2 separate regions of the Hordeum vulgare genome follow, and region 1 is linked to region 2. The links are chromatin contacts, called in public Hi-C maps. All regions are on one chromosome and are shown on one strand. Each heading gives the region's core, a stretch centred on a gene start, on an enhancer-like site or on the middle of the called end of the contact. The rest is flanking DNA. Distances are from core to core; before and after follow the strand shown. Region 1 overlaps LOC123413491. Region 2 holds the start of LOC123413457 (65-kDa microtubule-associated protein 1-like).

What was found. A called contact is a pair of places that touch in the nucleus more often than the background predicts.
Region 1: a Hi-C map of leaf shows a contact between it and region 2, with 5 times the contacts expected there. The contact joins the enhancer-like site here to the promoter of LOC123413457 in region 2. A contact is called at or near these places in 3 of 6 Hi-C or Micro-C datasets (leaf and seedling) and 1 of 1 datasets of contacts at active chromatin or transcription factors (embryo).

What each region holds. Positions count from the first base shown.
Region 1 is chr7H:139,946,021-139,952,077 of MorexV3_pseudomolecules_assembly, reverse strand. It overlaps LOC123413491, which reads left to right. Exons shown (of 3, transcript XM_045106430.1): 3 at 673-1,296. The coding sequence ends at 835. Among protein-coding and RNA genes, the nearest start is that of LOC123413491, 13 kb to the left of the region's middle. Within about 2 kb of position 4,372, at least 3 of the 3 cell types and tissues checked have open chromatin away from gene starts, as enhancers often do. A contact at or near this core is called in leaf and seedling, where this site is marked.
Region 2 is chr7H:139,699,218-139,705,922 of MorexV3_pseudomolecules_assembly, reverse strand. It overlaps LOC123413457 (65-kDa microtubule-associated protein 1-like), which reads left to right and starts at 3,221. Exons shown (of 9, transcript XM_045106394.1): 1 at 3,221-3,434; 2 at 4,206-4,261; 3 at 4,374-4,577; 4 at 4,850-5,107; 5 at 5,253-5,468; 6 at 5,561-6,115; 7 at 6,200-6,287; 8 at 6,447-6,595. The coding sequence starts at 4,217. LOC123411409 (a long non-coding RNA gene) reads right to left here and starts at 839. Exons shown (of 2, transcript XR_006613259.1): 1 at 742-839.

The DNA of each region.
Region 1 (6,057 bases), core at 3,123-5,622, 250 kb before region 2:
AAATTCCTGACAACCGGGCATCGACGCGTTCGGTCGCTTCCTCCTTGGGGGCGATGCCTTTGGAGGTCCGGTCCCTTGTCAGCTCTAGTGGCTTTGGAGTTTTTTGTCGTCGGCCAGGTGTCTGCGCGGCCTCGGGGCCGGTTTGGAAGTCGGAGCGGCGGCTCCGGAGATTTCCTCTGCGTCTGGTGTTGCCTTTTGTCGCTTGGGCGGCAAAACCATCGACTCGGCTGGAACGTGGCTTCGGGGGCGGTGTGGATGTCGGAGCAGCGGCTCCGGAGATGGTTGTTGGGTGTCGGCTTCGGTTGCTCGGGTGATGGAGTTGGCGGCTCGTCGGATGCGCGGCCTCGGGGTCGGTGTGTGTTCTTGTTGGTTGTAAGTCAGAGCGGCGGCTCCGGAATAGGGTTGTAGAGTGTCGATTTCGGTTGCTCGGGCAACGGAGTTGACGGCTCGGCGGATGCGCGGCCTCGAGGTCGGTGTGTGGGTCGTTTTGTTTGTATCGGTTTTCGGTTGATTTTCCTTATTAACTGACCAGTTCTTCTTCTTCTATATGAAAAGGCAGAGCTCTTGCTGGTTCCTCTAAAAAAATCCTGACACCAGGCACGCGTATTTTATGTGCAATTTCTGTCAGCCTCTTTCTTTGTACTATTCAAAACATGTACTTTGTGCCTGCAGGTTCGTTGAACTGTATTCTCGTAAAGCTGTGTCGTTTGGCAAGGTTGAGAAGCCAATCAAGTGCTGTATTGTTGAAGGGCACGCCTCTACGGATCCTTCAGGTCCAGCATCCAGTAGTCAGGCACCAGGGTCGAACCCCCAACGGTTGGTAGCCGTAAGATGAGTGGCACAGTTAATCTGTCATCGATCCAGTTGCCACTCGGTACTTCGACAGATGGAGAATTCCGGGAAGAAGGTTCGCTACATAGATATTGGCATGCTTCGCTCAAGATTGCGAGGATACAGACCGTTTGATCGGAATTCCCGATTTTGTAGATGATATCAAGCATTGACATTAGCAGGAAACCCTTTCTCCAATGGGTTGATTTAGAAGATAGGCAGGGATTAGACTCAGTTTTTCAAGGTATGCGGTGGTTTTAGTTAAATTTACGTGCCCATATGAAGAGATTGTGTCTGAATTAGGTCCGACTGTTTCGGAGGAGGATTTGAATCTGAATCTGCGACGTTTAAATCCCGTGATTAAAGCTGCTTCAAAGATGATTGTGATACCATGTCCCGGTGATAGATGGGTTGTGGGGTAAAAACGTTGAGCTGTTTTATCAATCAAGTATGTGTTGCTGAAAATCGCCCAAGTAGAGCATGGCGATGTGCGTTGTACCTAAATTGTTTATGGGTGTTTTCTGAAGGACCAACTGAGGAAGCGCACCAAGGCACTAGCCAAGAGGCCGTCAATACCAGTTACTCCCTCCGTTTCTAAATATAAGTTTTTTAAAGGTTTTACTAGCGTATTACCTATGAATATATATAGACATATTTTAAAGTGTAAATACATTTACTTTGTTCTGTATATAGTCTTTTAATAAAATATCTTAAAAACTTATATTTAAGAACGGAGGGAATAGAATATATGTTATATTTAAGAACAGAGCGAGTAGAATATAGGTCAAGAGGCCGACAATATCAGTTAAAATATAGGCCAAGAGGCTAGAGTTGGACGAGTTTGATAACCTGCATGAGGGCATCAAATCGGACTCATTAACCATCCGAGGGCACAAAAAACATATATCAAATGTCCGCTGCTATTAACTACTCCCTCCGTTCCTAAATATAAGATCTTTTAAAGATTGTACTATAAACTACATACGGATGTACATAGACATATTTTAGAGTATAGATTCACTTATTTTGCTCCGTATGTTGTCTCCTAGTGAAATCCTTAAAATGTCTTATATTTTGAAACGGAGGGAGTATATAAAAATAGCAGGGGCAACTGGCCAAATAGCAAATCTTCCACCAAATAGCAGGCAACAACCAAACACCCTTCCGCCAAACTATGGATAAGGCGAAGCATCGAGCGTGCCTTGCCGGGTTATATAGGTATTACTCTTCACAAAATCTATTATACTGATTGTTCTTTTGTGGTGTCTTTTTTTGCAAATGAAACATTTGAGAGGTCTCCTTTTGTTGATTTGAAGAAGGAAGCGCTTAACATCACTAAGCTTATCAACAATTTCAAAATTAAAGATTAGTCGACATGTTAATGTGAAGACGTATGAAATTGCTAAGTTTAGTTTTGATAATAGGTCAGACAGTATGCTTTGTACTAGTATTCCGCCCTGCAAGTAACAAATGATAGTAATAAGATTTTTTATTAATTAATACGTATATGAGAAGGGTTTAAGACACATCATATGATGTACTTTGCTTGGATACAATGGATCGTTCCTGTGATAATTATGCCATACCTATCTTCCAGAAAACTCCATTTTTTCGCGTACTACAACCAAACAACTCCATCACATATAAGTTAAGAAAAAACTCTCGTTACATATACATTAGGACTCAATATTCCATCATATTTTGAACTCCAGGTTTTCCATTTCTATGTTCATGAAGAGGCTACTACAGCATATTCCCCTGGGATTAATTTTACAATGACAAGTGAATATTATGCTTTTTCTATAATGTAAATATTGCAACATGCACAATATCAATTAATACGATATGGAAAAATATTTATGACGGATCCACTGATATTTGGTATTGTAAAGATTGACATTTTTTCCAATATATACGTGGGCAAAAATTATAGGAGCTCAATATCTGGCTCCGGCCGCCAGGAGCCCTTCGAAATTGTTGGTTCACGGGGCGGGGGCAAAAATTATAGGCCAACTCCAGCGAACGTTTCCCCGTTCGCCCAATTTTTTAAGAAAATGCCAGGAGCAAAAAATAGAAAATGAAAAAAAGCCATAAAAGTTGTGTGCAAGAAAAAACTGTTAGTAACAAAATGGCACCTCTCAATACTAAAAATGGTGTCCTCTTAAAATAATAGAAAGGACATCCTCGCAATAAAAAAAATGCACATCCTATTATAAATAAAAAAATGTCATGCTCTAATAATACAAATGCCATCCTCGGAATAATAAAAAATCCATCCTATTATAAATAAGAAATGACATGATGTTATAATAAAACTGACATATTCTAATAATAAGATTGCCATCTTCTTATAATAAGAATGCCATCATTAAAATAATAAAAATACCATACTGTTAAAAATAAAAAAATGACATGCTCTTATGAATAAACTGGCATACTATAATACTCCCTTCGTCCTAAAATTCTTGTCTTACATTTGTCTAGATATGAGTGTATCAAGTCACGTTTTAGTATTTGGATACATCCATTTTTAGACAAACCTAAGACAAGAATTTTGAAACGAAGGGAGTAATAAAAAAGGCATCCTCTTGTAAGAGAAAATGTCGTCCTCTTATAACAAAACTGCTATGTGAGAAACTAAAAAATCATGATTTCGACCAAATTAAAAAACAAAAAATCTTATATAAATCCGCTTTAGCATAAAAGTTCTAGAATCACCTCCCCATCCCAGTTTGAAAGCGCGATCATTCGCCAGGACTCAGCAGACAACAAGCGCCTCCAACCATCCGATGTGGCATTGCCCCTGTGTTGAGATACGTGCAACGGTGATGTGGCCATTCGCTGGGGTTGGGCTCCCATGAATGGTCGCGGATAACATTTCCCAAATTATATAAAGCTAATATACATTGGATCGCCCAGCGTAAGAAAAAGATGCACTTAATGTTGACGTACATGAAGTACGGTTTGTTGTTACCGCGTTTTTATGGTTCTTCGGTTCAAAGAGACGCTTGTTGGACATCTTCAACAGAGAAGCTAAATAAACCATGCGTTCTAAAACGATGATTTTATGCGTCGGAGGCACAAAACAACTATACGCCAAAATAGAACAAGAACAAAAACAATTAACGCGTGCGTTACCAAGCGGTACCCCGGACCGTAAATTTGATGCGTCGAATTGTACGCGCTACATGAGATGAGCTGCTGCATGTGGGACCACCGAATTAGACGCTTTTTTTTCATCTGGTAAACCACCTCGGGGCGCCGCTTTTACCGCACGGTGGAAGCAAGCAAATTGGTGTAGAGTGCTTTACAGTCCGTCTAGCAAGATCTTTTTACGATCCAATGCCTGCTTTCCCTCAATACATCTTTCCTTTCGCATCCCTCTCTTTTTCTCCCATCACGGAAAGCGGCCCACCGTACCGTACATCTGAGACTGAGAGAAACCAAACCCACGATCCAAGCAAAGGCTAGGCCACCCCCGGAGAGCAGCGTGGGCGCGGCAGGCAGTGTCCGCTCGTCCTCAGTCCGTCCCCACCCACATCCTCATCCCCATCCCCTGCAGTACAGTACAGACTGACGTGTGGATGGAGCACGGTGGAAGCCAGCCAAGGCAACCCACCCGTCAACAGTTCTCGCGGAAGCGCCAAAGGTGTGCAGACACAGAGGAGCCGAGCGGAAGGACGGCGCGCTCGTGTCCCTGTAGCCGTAGGCCACCGCCCGACCCCGTAAACTGTTCCCGTCGGCAACGGCCAACGGCCCTGCCGGCCCGGGATGAAACGGGTCGGGGCCGCGGGACAGCGGCGTGACGGGCACGGGCGCGCGCATGCATGCATGATTGGGGCGGCGAGGAGGGGAGGGAGACGAGGGATCTGTAGCGGCACGTGCAAGAGCCGGCCATGTGCGGGCGCACGCCGTCGTCGTCCTCCTCCCCGTGACGGGTCCACGCAAGAGGACGAAAGCGGACTTCCGCCCATGCACTCCGGCACTCGCGAGCGGCGCCGCGGCCGGCGGACGGGTGAAGCCAGCTGCGGACACGTCGATGCGGTAGCGGCGACCTCGTCGGGTGCAGATTGTGAACTTGCTGGCCTGGCCGGCGGTGGATCAACTTTTTTTTTTTGAACGGGAGGCGGTGGATCAACTTTAGATCTAGAGGGCCAGACCGCCGGAGGAATAAAATAGGGGTGATTATAGTATTAAGAAAATATATTAAGAAAAAACGTAAAGGGCTGCTATTGATCTCGTGCTATGCTAGTGTTAGTGCTAGTGCTATGCTAGTAATAAAAGGCCCACGGATCTGATCCTGATCGGCCGAATGATTTACTTGTAGTGGAGTACCCCTACCGTCCTTTTAAAATTTGATTTGAATTGATCGACCTCCTCCCCTCGTTTCGAGACCAAACTCCTGCTCCTCTCCAAACTTGCCGGTGTGGTTTGACGACCTACATGCGGAGAGACACTTGAAATCACTTCATAAGGTCATGTTTGAAACCATAATAGATTATGATAATCTGGATTATGAAGATAGATTATGTAATCTGGTTTATAAAAATAATCTAGGTGACCATGTTTGGTGGTCAGATTATATAAATTGTAATCCAGGTTTTACATTGCATAATGACCTGTCTGTCCTTTGTTTTTTTAAAAAAAGAGGAGGGTGGCGGTGGTAGGAATGCAATTATCTCCAACTTTACAAGGGTAATGGGTCATTAGCAACCCATAATCTGATTTTAGCTGGTATAGAGTAGATTATGAGTTTTTAATAATCTATTCATCTAGTTTTTATAATCTACACCATAAGCTGTCCTGTTTGAAGACAAAATAGATTATAAAAGCTGGATTATATAATCTGGGTGGTTCCAAACAGGACCTAACTTGAGACAAATCTTTCTTATAATCCTGCCCAAATTTGATGAGGTTTGATTAACGACAAAACCTATATGCAAAGTAAAAAAAAAGAAACATAAAGATCACTTGCATGCGATTTATCATTGGTTCCAAGGAAGATGCTAGCACTCAATTATGAGAAAAGTAATTTGCTTTAATGTTACAGAATCTCCAACGCCGCTCGCATATGACTAGAGCATGCGATCTCGACGTATTTTGTCATCCAAGGCGGTCCTGTGTCGATTCATTGACCGGTTTGGACGTGCATTTTCCGCAAATTGAAGAGAATACACGCGTTCACACTGTTGTCATGCCCGCTTCTCACAGCCCTGGTCAACCCTT
Region 2 (6,705 bases), core at 1,972-4,471:
ATCTATACCAACAAAGCTCGTTATTCGCGCCAAACATAATCTCCATTTCTCATCACAACCTTAAATCAAATCATCACGACCATGATAATAATATAAAGGATAAGACGCGACCCTAGATCAGATCACAACCAGAGCATGATGGATCCCTAAATCAGATCAGAAGTCAACAACAAAACAGATTAGCCACGACCAAAGCAGCAAGGTTCAGAAGAACAGGGTACCAATATCAACGGAACAGACGAGGAGAAACTATGTGATAAGTGGTGTTGAAACTATTAGCACATATTAGACGCTCCAAATACGCTAGTACAGTTCAATGTAAACTGGCTATGTGGTAAAAAATGACATATTAGATGATACAGTTAAGTTTCTTTCAGTAAATAACCCTATATCCCCCTCCCTCACACCACCACACAACACACAGAAATTTGCTATGTATGTAATCCTTGAAACTGCTTTTACTCTAAGCATGGTGTGCAATGTTGAATGCTAACATGTACAATGACCTCTCTGTTGAGACAATGTGAAGATTATCTGATATCCACTTCAGTATGGTTTCCTAAGACTTATGAAGCAGAAAGTAATTTCATCTTCCTAACTTCATAATTAATACAAGTAGTATGCCTTTGGTTTTGCTCAGTTGCCACTTTCCAAATAATTATAATTCAAATGCAGCTGTTGATTTTTCTACTGGTGATGATCCATGGCCAATATTCAGATTACAGAAGAAATACAACTTACCAGGAAAATCAGCCCCTTTAAGTGCGTAAGTGGTCTGAGGAAAATTGGGGAAGTAGGAAGAGATCAGTGAGCAGCAACACCACCTGGTTTACCAACTCACATACCCACAAAACTGGAAAAAAATCCACGCGACCTGACAACAACAGCACATCAGAGAAATGAGGTTCTCCAAGGGCTGCCGGTGGAAGGTGACGCTGCAGATCGAGCCGGGAGGCGCTCCGGTGGTGACGAAGGTGGGGCCCGGTCGGATCCGGGCGGATCTCGCCTGGGTGGATCCATTTTTAGCGGATTTGTCGTGGAGGCGGTCGGATCCGGCGAGATTGAGGCCGACGGCTTCATGGAGGTCCCTGTCCAGGAGAAAGAGGGAGAGAGGTGAGAGGAGATCGAGAAGGATGAGAAGGGAGAGGGGCGAGGCGGCGGAGCGGCCAGAGGTTCGGAAGGTACCAACGGCGGGGCGTGGCGGAGTTGTGGGATCGCTGGCGAGGCGGCTGGCGGGCGCGAGGGGAGCGATGGCAGCTTACCCGACGGCCGGCGCAACACCGGATCGACCGTCGCCTGGGTCAGGCGGGGCGGGGAGGGGCGGGGCAGGAGGTGGCCGGAGAGTAGCGTGCTCGTGGCCGTGGTGGAGGACGGGGCCGGAGAGAGGATACCGCGATGGAGGACGATCCCGTGGTGGAGGTGGATAATGTGAGCTGGGGTGTTTTTTTTAATAAAACTGAAACGTTTTTTGTTCACTCAAATCAGGAGTGCGGATTGAATACCCAATACATCAGGGGCTTTTTTACAAAATGCCCGACGACGGACGACAGAAGCGCTGCGCGCTTTATTGTTAGGGGAGATAAACCAGAAGCGGAGTCCCACATCTAGTTGACCAACAAAAACAACTATGTGATCTTTTTTTTTCTCTCTCTCCTCTCTCTTGTCTCAACCACGCACCTTTTTTTGTGATTATAAGGGTTGGATGGTTCCGTGCTGCATTATTGTCCATACAAATCTATGAACGGATACAATGTATGATTTGGGGTTAATGTTCGAGATGCACTTACGTCCCAACTTGCTTGTATTGCAGGTAGACCTTTAAAACAAAGTGTTGAATGTTTGGCTCTTATATCATCATCCGCGGACATCTGAGAATGCATCCGAACACAAATATTGTGTCCATTTGTGGGATGGCGTTGGAAATGACACAAATGAGGCGAGACGAGATAGATGAGTTCCCATGATGCGTGGAACCGGGCGCAGGGAGAGAAAAATCGGATGCAGAAAAAACATGCCCACCCTTTCATCTCCAAATCAGATGAAGCTGAATCTTTTTCTAGCGACCTATGCTCGAAAATTGCTTTTGGAGCCCGGCCTCTATGGTGATCTTTAAATTTGAAATTCAAAATCCATGAAAATTCATATTTTTACATTTTTTTGAAAAAGTACAGAGATAAGTGAGGGCGTAACACACATGTGTATAAATTTTCAGAAAAAATACGTTAAAATAAGGTCTATATAAAAACTAAATCCAAAACTTTTTAACACATGATACTATTCATCATACAAGGTCATTAATTTGTTTTCTATGCAGATCATATCTTTAGGTATTTCATCCTAAAATCTAGACACATGCACGTAACATTTTTCTTTACTTGTATATTTTTTTCAGATTTTTCAAATCAAAAATTGTAAATTATAATTTTTTTCAAAATTTCGAGTTCTATGGAGCTCGGCCTCCAAACGTTCGTTCTCCTGATGCTCGTCTTAAAACCGTACCAGTGCAAACCAATCCGTGGTTGGATGGTTAGAAGGACTGTGGTATCCCTTGTCTACCAGAGTTCAAGTCACATACTTGACATTGATCTTTGCATTTTCCTGAATTTACTTCAGGTCTTCCAGTGATGTGTTTTCTAGCCTATTAAAGATGCTCATAGGGGTAAGGTATGCGTGCGTTTATAGCAATAAGTATACGCTCGTATAGGTGAACGAATTTGATTGTATTCTGTAAAAAAAAACCCGCACCCCCTAAGCCCTTCCCGAACGTGAAGGAGCATCGTGGTTAATCACGTGGGTACAAACAGGAGAAGCCAGAGAGATACCTAAACCCAAAACCGCACTGAAACACCGCTGGAAATGCGGAGACCCGGATCGCAACGAGACAACTCTGACTGGTCAAGGCCACCCTCAATCCCTTGATTTAACTACAAGCAATCCACCATTTCGTTTCGTTAATAACGCCGCCCGAGGGCACCAGACACCAAAATTTCACGCATGGAATTTACAGCTCCCCAAGCCGCCCGTCCGTCCTCCTCTCCGCGCCGCGCGGGCCCACCGGCCGCATTATTCTCCCCCGTACCGTTCTTTCACCGACACCCGCGGTAAGAAACACCACCCGGGGCCATCCGGGCCGTCCGATGCCCCGACCGCTCGCATCCGGCGGCGGGACCGCCGCCCACCTACCCCCATTAATTGGGCTGGCCGCCCCGTCCCGCGGCAGCATCACCACTTCAGGAGCAGCAGCAGCGAGGTCCAGTCTCAGCTCAGCTCACTCTCGCCGCTGCTTGCTCCCCTCCCCCAACCCTCGCCAGCGGCGGCGAGCTCCCCTCCGGCGACGAGGCTCGAGGAGTCTACGGTCAAGCCCCGTCCGTCTCAATCCTGCGCGCTCCGGTGCGGCCGCCCGTCGTCCCCGCTCGCGCCGGCCGCGTGATCTGGTGAGAGCCTTTTTTTTTCCTCTGCTTCGCCTTCTCTTCTTCTCCAGTTCTCCTCCTCGTTCACGGTGGGGTTGGAGGGGAGTCGCTGGGGGACGGAGATCTGGGGGTGCGGACCGTAATGGCGGCGCTGCGTGCCGGGGGTTTAGCTGGGAGGTGTGCCCGGTGGGGGATCTCCACTTCATGCTCCATCTGCGTGATGGCGCAGCATTCTGGTTTGGGTGCTGAGACCGAAGTCATACGAGAATCAAATTGTTTATTTTCGGCGGTCGATTCGTGAGAGCTGACTGCTCAGATCGCGAACTTCTGGAGCTGCTTGGCCAGACGAGACCGGTCAACTGCCTTCGGGTTTCCGTGTTTTGGAGTCGGATTCTAGGGTTCCTGGATGTTCTTGGATTATTGCTGGGTTTAAGGCCAGATATACTACAGTATTAGATTCGGTAAGTGGGATCCCCTAGCGTTTAGGCGTTCAGATGTCATTATTGGTGGCCATGATTGGGGTGCTCTACTCCAGTAGGGCCATCTAGGCTCTATTTTTAATTATTAGAGTGCTGCTAATTTGGGGATAAGTTTATCATTAGTTAGTGATATGGCTCACGAATGCGACACTTGCAGTGCATGTGAGATTTAGTGCCTACCATGGGCCGACGTGGTTGTTTGGGCGGGTTTGGTTCGATTAAGCGTTCATGTCGTCAGGTTCAGAAGTGCATTTCGTGTTGAGAGTTCTAGTTTGGTATGCAAGATTTATTCTCAAGCGATGCTCCTTACTTACAGGTTGTTCTGAAATGGCCGGCGGCATTACCTGTGGATCCTTGCTGCAGAAATTACAGGTATGCGGCACTTTGCAAACTGCAACAAGGTTTTTTGTTTTGTTTTGTTTGTCAACTTGGTTTTGTGCAACTGATGGTGACATGCTTCTTCTATGAAATCTCCCTGCTATAGCTTGTGTGGGATGAAGTTGGTGAGAGCGACGAGGACCGCGACAAGGTCCTGTATCAGCTGGACCAGGAGTGCCTGGATGTCTACAAGAGGAAAGTTGATCAGGCCACCAACTCTAGGGATCTCCTTATCCAGGCGCTCGATGACTCGAAGATCGAGCTTGCCAGGCTTCTTTCTGCTCTTGGGGAAAAAGCTGTAGCGAGAACCGTAAGTTCATATTGTCACAACGCTTAAGGATTGCTGGTTGATTTTCATCCTAGACAATTTTGTGGAGTGCATGCATGATACATTCTAGTGCATATTCAGTGGAACTAGGAACTGACCAACAAAGCTTTTCTGTAATAGCAGTTCCCACCTCATTCTTTTCCTCTCGATGTGCATGATATTGATTGTCATAACTCAGAAGTGAAATGACACTTTGAATCTTAGAGCCATTTTTTTAATTATGAAAGTAAATCAAGAATTATGAATGCATGCAGCCTGAGAAGACATCAGGGACAATCAAGCAACAGCTAGCTGCTATCGCTCCAACACTTGAGCAGTTGAATAAGAAGAAGAATGAGAGGAAGAGGGAATTTGTCAGCGTACAGTCACAAATTGATCAAATATGTGGTGAGATTGCTGGCACCACAGAGGTCGGTGAGCAGGTGGCTACACCACAGGTCAACGAGGATGATTTGACACTTGAGAGGCTTGAAGATTTTCGGTCCCAACTCCAGGAGCTTGAGAAAGAGAAGGTAATACCCACTCCTTCCCTAATTTATTTTTGTTTTTTACCTGGTCAAAGAGAAAAATGGTTTATTATGATGTTTTGACTATTTCTTCGCCGTTGATTCCCAATGGCTAACAAGAGTTTCTACGCGCTTGAAAACTGGTTTGCAGAGCAATAGGTTGGAGAAAGTTCTTGAGTATGTAAGCATGGTGCATGATCTATGTACTGTCTTGGGGATGGATTTTCTCAGTACCGTGACTGAAGTTCATCCCAGTCTAGATGACTCTATTGCTGATAACTGCAAGAGCATCAGCGATGATACATTATCAAAACTTGACAAGACAGTAGCCACACTTCATGAAGATAAAAAATTGAGGCTAAGCAAGGTAAAAACAAAAATCACATTTCTTAAAATCTGAAGCACATACCTATTTTATTACATGCACAATCTCATTAATGGCTTATTTGGTATTCTCAGCTTCAAGAGCTTGCCGGTCAACTGTATGATCTTTGGGATCTCATGGATGCTCCCACACAAGAAAGGAGCATGTTTGATCATGTTACATGCAACAGATCAGCATCTGTAGATGAAGTCACTGCTCCTGGGGCACTTGCCCTTGATTTAATTGAACAGGTCAGATTACGTTTGAAATTCTCTGGTAGGATTATTCCCTGGTATGAATTGTTTGTTCAGCTCTATTTGGCCTTTTTTCCTGTTCAGGCTGAGACAGAGGTTCAAAGGCTGGACCAGCTAAAATACAGCAAGATGAAAGAAATTGCTTTCAAGAAGCAAACTGAGTTGGAAGACATCTATGCCGGTGCTCACACAGTAATAGACACCGCAGCTGCCCATATGAAATTGTTGGCACTGATTGAGGCAGGGAACATAGAACCAACAGAACTAATTGCAGATATGGAAGGTCAGATAGGAAAAGCAAAGGAAGAAGCATTGAGCAGAAAAGATATATTAGATAAAGTTGAAAAATGGATGTCTGCATGTGAAGAAGAAAGCTGGCTTGAAGATTATAACAGGGTATGCTAATAATTTACTTTAGCAAATCAGTGCTGCTGGTTTTAGGACTGGCTTCTCACGCACAAATTCAAAATCTCTCTGCAGGATGACAACAGATATAACTCCAGCCGAGGTGCCCATCTGAATCTCAAACGTGCAGAAAAAGCTCGTATTCTTGTCAGCAAGATTCCAGGTACTTGTCTGAAATGCATATATGAACATCTTCTGTGAACATCTGTATACGATGGAAGCCTATTTATGTTTATCGGATTTTCTTTTGGTCATGCATTTTATTGTACGAGTACACATGTTATTCTGTTCGTTACTAATGCAATCAATGGTTTCATTCCAGCGCTTGTCGAAACTTTGGTGGCCAAGACTAGGGCATGGGAAGAGAGCCGTGGTCTATCCTTTATGTATGATGGTGTACCGCTTCTAGCTATGTTGGATGAGTATGTTATGCTGAGGGAGGAAAGAGAAGAAGACAAGAAAAGAATGAAGGTATGTTCTACTTGCTCTTAAAATTGGAAGCGAATACTTTCCCAATTTAGAATGCCCTTGAATTATGTTTGAGTGTCTTGTGAACGCGGACAGTGTTTTGAATATGCTGA